Linked DNA regions of Capsicum annuum: region 1 is linked to region 2. The links are chromatin contacts, called in public Hi-C maps. All regions are on one chromosome and are shown on one strand. The core of a region is the stretch at or near the end of the contact, and the rest is flanking DNA. Distances in the headings are between cores, read along the strand shown.

Evidence for each region. A called contact is a pair of places that touch in the nucleus more often than the background predicts.
Region 1: a contact with region 2 is called in a Hi-C map of leaf, with 1.8 times the contacts expected there. The contact joins the promoter of LOC107843189 here to the promoter of LOC107843197 in region 2. A contact is called at or near these places in 3 of 5 Hi-C or Micro-C datasets (bud, leaf and placenta).

Annotation. Positions count from the first base shown.
Region 1 is chr9:2,915,304-2,918,665 of UCD10Xv1.1, reverse strand. LOC107843189 (AT-hook motif nuclear-localized protein 1) reads left to right here and starts at 1,549. Exons shown (of 5, transcript XM_047395986.1): 1 at 1,549-2,370; 2 at 3,257-3,324. The coding sequence starts at 1,842.
Region 2 is chr9:2,722,066-2,725,135 of UCD10Xv1.1, reverse strand. It overlaps LOC107843197 (enolase), which reads left to right and starts at 1,273. Exons shown (of 17, transcript XM_016687417.2): 1 at 1,273-1,436; 2 at 2,675-2,738. The coding sequence starts at 1,371.

The sequences.
Region 1 (3,362 bases), core at 300-2,799, 190 kb before region 2:
AATTTGGCTTTAACTACTAATTATACGACCTTGTTTGACTTTAACTACTAATTTTACGACCTTGGGGTGACTTTAACTACTAATTATACGACCTTGTTTGGCTTTAACTACTAATTTTACGACCTTGGGGTTAAGAGTAAGGTCAATGTATATCCGTTCTTTGCAAATCTCACCTGTGGGACCACATCGAGGTTGGATATTTTATTGTGTATGAACACGTTTTTTTTTTCGAATTACTCTTTAGTCAAAAACGATATAAAGCGAGTCATGATAAAAGATCTGTTCACACCGAGCGCAAATTAATGCCTAACAATCGTTCGCATATAAGATCTTTTAACACTTAATTGCAGTCAACTATTTCACATTTTCACTTCATTAAATCAGTCAATCGTCATAAATCAGTCAATCGTCATAAACTGAATTATTCAGGGCATTATGTTGGATAAGAGAAAGGTCAACGTATACCCATTTTTTCTCGAATTACACTTATGGGATCACACTAAACATGTTTCACACTGAACATGTTGTTGTGTATGAACATGTTGCTTTTTCGAATTCTGAATAAGTTAGCGATGATTAATTATATTGTAACTGTCACTCGTTGGTAAAAGACGACATAAATCGAATCACCCATTCACACCGAGCGTAAATTAATGCATTACACCTATTCACATATAAAATTTTAACACTCAATTGCAGTAAATTATTTCATATTTTCACTTCATGTAAACATCAATACAAACAAGTTTTTGCTCTTATTCCGTTTACAGATAATATACGATAACTATAACAATATATCTAACATAATCTCACAAGTTAAGAAAATACTTCATTAATTTACTTGACCGCCATAAGAATTATTTCATATTTTCGCTTTATTAATTTACTTGACCGCCATAAGAATTATTCCGATGTAAACATCAATACAAGAAGTTTTTGCTCTTATTCCGTTTACGGGGCAATATATAATAATGATAACAATATATTTAATGTAATCTCACAAGTCTCTTATTCCACTCACAGGGTAATATATAATAATGATAACAATATATCTAACGTAATCTCACAAGTAAAAAAAAAATAGCAGCCCGATGCACTAACAATGATAACAATATATTTAATGTAATCTCACAAGTCTCTTATTCCATTTATCGGAAAAAAGCATCTTGATGCACTAAAGCTACTGCTGTGCTCGGTGTTCAAGGAAAGGCCCCACCACAAAGGGGTATTGTATGTAGCCTTATCTTACATTTCTATCAGAGGTTGTTTCTAGAACTTGAACCCGTGACGTCCTGATCACATGACATCAACTTTACCAGTTACTCCAAGACTTCCCTTCAATCTCACAAGTGAGGTTTGAAAATCTTATGAGGTAGAAAAAACTATTTTCTATATACCAATCTCATTATATTAGGGGCATAAATTGTAAACCTAGTGACAAGGGACAATTTTGTCATTTCACTTAATTACATTAAACAAATACTTTGATATAGTAGTAGTAGTAGAGTCCAGACAAAAAGCAAATATATTTATATTTATATGATATAATATCAGTAGTTATATTGTTTTTATTTTTACCATCTTTCACTTTATTTTTTTGCTATTTTCATTGCCACCATTAATGGAGGGAACCTCAACACAAATCAAACATCATTAGTATTCTCAAAAACCCTTGTTTTATTTTTTTTGTTCTGGCGCCATTTTGTTTACCAACCCTTTCAAAACATCTATACAAGTCGTCGAAATCTGCGTATAACGAGAGCTGTAGTGTACCGAATTGACCTTTACTATATAAAACTCTCATTCTTGAATTTTTTTTGGGGTTTTTTTGAAGGAAGAAAATGATGGAAATGGAGGACAAGGAGAGTACAGAATCAGGATCACTGGGAGTTAACTCTGAGTATGACTCACCACCACCACTGCAGCAGCAACAGCCTCTGCCACAAGTTGTGTCAGCAGCAGCAAATGGGGGTGGGGGTGGGGTAGTGCTACCCCACCACCAAGAGGGTGGGGGTGGGGGTGGGGTGGTGATGGGGGTTAATGGGGTGGTGGAGAAGAAGAAGAGAGGGAGACCAAGAAAGTATGATGCTGAGGGGAATTTAACACCACAGTATATAAAAGCTGCCAAAGCTGCTGCTGCCAAAGCTGCTGCAATAGCAGCTGCTGCTGCAGCAGGTGGTGTTGATGGTGGTGGAGGATTGGTTACTTCAACACCACCACTACCTGGTGGTGCTGGGGTGGTGTCACCAGTGACAGGTTTTACCATAACATCACCACCATCTTCTTGTGGTTTTTCAACTTCTTCCTCTACTAAAAGAGGACGTGGAAGACCTTCTGGTGGTTCTAACTTGCAGTTAATTGCTTCTTTGGGTAAGTTTGAATACAACAACGAAAAAAATAAAATAAACCAAGATTCATATGTTTAGTGATTTTTGTGGGTTTATAGTGTTTTTGCTTAAAGATCTGTTAATTCTTGGAAAATATTTGGTTCTTGTTTGGCTGTAGATTTTGAAGTTTTGAAACTTGAAAATATGAGTTTTTATGGAATTTTAGCACTTGGGCTGAGGGTCTTCTGGAAACAGCCTCTTTAGTAGGGGGTATCTTGAAACTTGAAAATTTAAGTTTTTCTAGTAGTGATTTTTGGAATTTGAGCACCTTGGGTCAAGGGTCTTTCGAAAATTGTCTCTCTACCTCTAGGAAGTAGGGTTAAGGTCCGTGGACTCTCTACGCCCTCTAGACCCCACTTGTGTGATTTGACAGGGTATGTTGTTGTGAACATTCTATGCTCTCTAGACCCCACTTGTGTCGAAGCCGGAAAAGCTCAAGAACATGTCTGAGCTAGTTTGTGAAAACTTGAAAAATATTTAAAGATCAGATTTTTAAGTTTCATGGCAAAACAAATATTTGTGTTTTTGGGTGTTTATAGAGATTTTGCTCAAAGATTTGTTAATCCTTGGAAAGAAAGTCTTTTCTTGTGTTTATGTTTTTTTCTTCATTATATTTTTTTGGACTTTGGCCTTTTGGGGTGTTTTTTTTTTCTGATATTTGAGAGATGGAGGATGTAATTATGTTGTTGTAGTTGATTAGAAGTGGACAAGAACCCTAGAATTGCTTATTATTTTTTTGTTTTGTTTTTTGGGAGTAAATCTTGAAATGACCAGGCAAAAAGATCTAATATTTGGTTTTGTTTGCTTTAGTTTGTTTTACCTAATACCTTTTTTATAACATAGAGTGTTTGCTTTTTTGGTCTATGAAGGTGAACTGTTTGCACATACAGCTGGAGGAGATTTTATGCCACATGTGGTTACTGTTCATACTGGAGAGGTAATTTTTTTTGTGTTCATCAGATCTGAGGTTTTTGT
Region 2 (3,070 bases), core at 24-2,523:
TCTTATTTAATAACTTTGATCCCACAACATAACATTATTAGATTTACGCAAAAAATAATAACACAAGTATTTATTACATCTAGCTTGTTAATCAAGTTTTAATTATATACTACAAATTCTCCAAAACTAATACTAACATTGTACTATTGTGTCTTTCCTAAATAACAAGTTATTTACTTAATTATTAAAAGGAAGTACTCCTACTAAATTATTTAACTATTAAAGTTTAAATTATTATTATTATTTCTATATTTGGAAAAGACAAAAATTACTAGTATTACAACTTTATTTTCATTGGAACCCACCCACCCCTAGATCTAGATGTAAACATTTCGACACACTCGAGGGGTACTTTCTAAAGCACATAGATTGGGAATAATTATAATTTGTTTACTTAATTTAAAATAAAAAGTTGATATAACGCTTTAATCCCTCAATTATTAATAATTTTTATAGTACTTATGCATCAAAATTAAACACATTTAACCTTTAATTAGTTGTATAGTACAGTTTTAGTCCATTTGCTTATCAATATTCATATATTTTACCATACATCACTTAATTATCACGTGTTATGTTAAAATTATATAATTCTTCATATCTACTAATTGAATTTAACATTTTCCTTCATGAAGTCATGAAAGGACCAAAAGACACATTTTAATTAAGTAAAAGTTAAATACAATCAATTATTTATGCAATTTTATTATTTATAATTTTTGTTATAACAAAATAATGATTTTATAGAGCATATAATGTAGGCATAATGCATAGATATTTAAACTTGGCTTCAATTGACAAGTAATCACTCCATCTCTGAATATATACGTCTAGACATTTCAACTTGTATTCATTGTATCGGTTAAAAACTTCAACCTATAAAGTAATCATCCAGCTATTTTCAAAATTTATGTATTAGCTCAGCATCAGGTCTCCACAAGACATCGTGAACACGAGTTAGAATGTTTATTTGTCAATGAAGACCAAGTCGAGGTGTCTAAATGTACAATCTTAAAGTCGACGTGTTATTTTGACCTTGAAGCCAAATTTGAGTCTCTGTGCATGTATTATGCCTGCAATAATCACCGGAAACTATATTTAGAAAAAACTCGACGATTGTAAAAATAAACTTTATCAATAAATTGGGGGATCAAAATTGCAATTATTCCTTTTTTAATTTTCTTACTTTTTTTTTTAAAAAAAATAATTCATCAAAACACTAATCAACATCATTAACACAAAATCAACGGTTGTAATTAACCCAACTTTTTCTACATATACGTGCTACCACTTCACATCCCATTTACCAAAAAAAACCCAACTTTTTCTCTTCACTCTTTTCTACTATTTCATACAAAAAACAGATCCAAATGGCAACTATCACAGCAATTAAAGCTCGTCAGATCTTTGACAGTCGTGGTAATCCCACTGTTGAGGTTTGTACAGATCTCTAGTTTTTTTTTCTGATTTTCTTGATGTTTTTTTCATGTTTTTTGGATCTGTTTTCAAGATTTGTGATTTTTGAGATTTTTTGTGTTTATACATGTGGTGTTTTGCTTAAGTTTTATGTTACTGCTGTAGTTTTTATGGGGTTTGTTTGGATTTTTGAATAGAGGTTGTTTGTTTATGTAAGATTGGTTGTTGATGCAGCTAAGTTGTGTTGTATCTGTTTCAAGATTCATGTATTATATATCTGTTTCAAGATTTATGTTTGTGACCTTTTTTGTGTTTACCCTTGTGTTTTGTTTGCTTAGATTGTTTGTTGCTATAATGGGTATTGATGGATTTTTGAATGGAGGTAATTTGAAGATTGTTTGGTTATGTTAAGTGTGTTATATCTGTTTCATGATTCATGCTTTTTGAGCTGATTTTGCTTAAATTGTTTGTTGCTACTATGGGTCTTGTTTAGATTTTTGAATGGAGGTTGCTTTAGGATTGTTTGGTTATGTTGGGTTGGTTGTTGATGCTGATGAGCTATGTTATATCTGTTTCAGGATTCATGCTTTTTGAGATTTTTTATGTTTACGTATGTGGTGGTATTGCTTAAATTGTATGTTAGTATTTTGGGTTTTTGTGGGTTTTGTTTGGAATTTTGAACGAAGGTTGTTTTAAGATTGGTTATGTTAGATTGGTTGTTGATGCAGATAAGTTGTGTCATATCGTTACAAGATTTGTGCTTTCTTGAGATATATTTTTACCCATGTGCTGATATTGATTAAATTATATGTTAGTATATTTGTTTTCGTGGGTTTAGCTTGGATATTTGAATGGAGGTTGTTCTTAAGAATTGACTGGTTATGTTGGATTGTTTTTTTATGTAGACTAGTGTGGTTGTATCTGTTTGTTGCTGCTATGTAGATTTTTGAGTTGATGCAGACCAAGTGGTGCTACATTGTTAGCTGCTACTTTAGTTTTTGTCGGTTTTATTTTACTTTTTGAAAGGATGTTGTATTTTAGGATGAATGGCTATGTTGAATTGCCTGTTGATGTTACATCTGTTTGTTACTGCTGTAGTTTTTGTGGGTAATGATTGGATTGTTGAAAGGAGGTTCTTTTTAAGAGCATCTGGTTATGCTGGATTGGTTGTTGATGCAGACTGGTGCTACTCTCTGTTTGTAGAGTAGATATGGTTGTCTTTTAGATGTACTAACCTGGTTGTTGTTTATATGTGCAGGTTGATGTACATGTCTCAAATGGTGTATTTGCCAGAGCTGCTGTCCCTAGTGGTGCATCCACCGGTAAAGATCTACCGGACTTGTTTTCTTGTAGATAGTGACTTTTAAACATAGATTGATGAGAGTGTGTTGAAAATACGTATCGTAGCCGGTTCATCATGCTACTCGGTGTAATTGGTGAAAAATGTAACTGTTTAGTATCAGCATGTTACCATTCTAAAAAAAAAGAAACTTTTAGTGTCAGAACTTTCGGTGGGACTTCTGGAGAGTGGAAACTACTCTTTCTTGTTGTAGAAGCTTTGTATGTATATATTTGGGTATAAATGTGAATCTTGCCTAGCATTCTGGGCAGCTATTTCTTCTTTTTTTAATTACCCTTAAATTGAAAGATATTA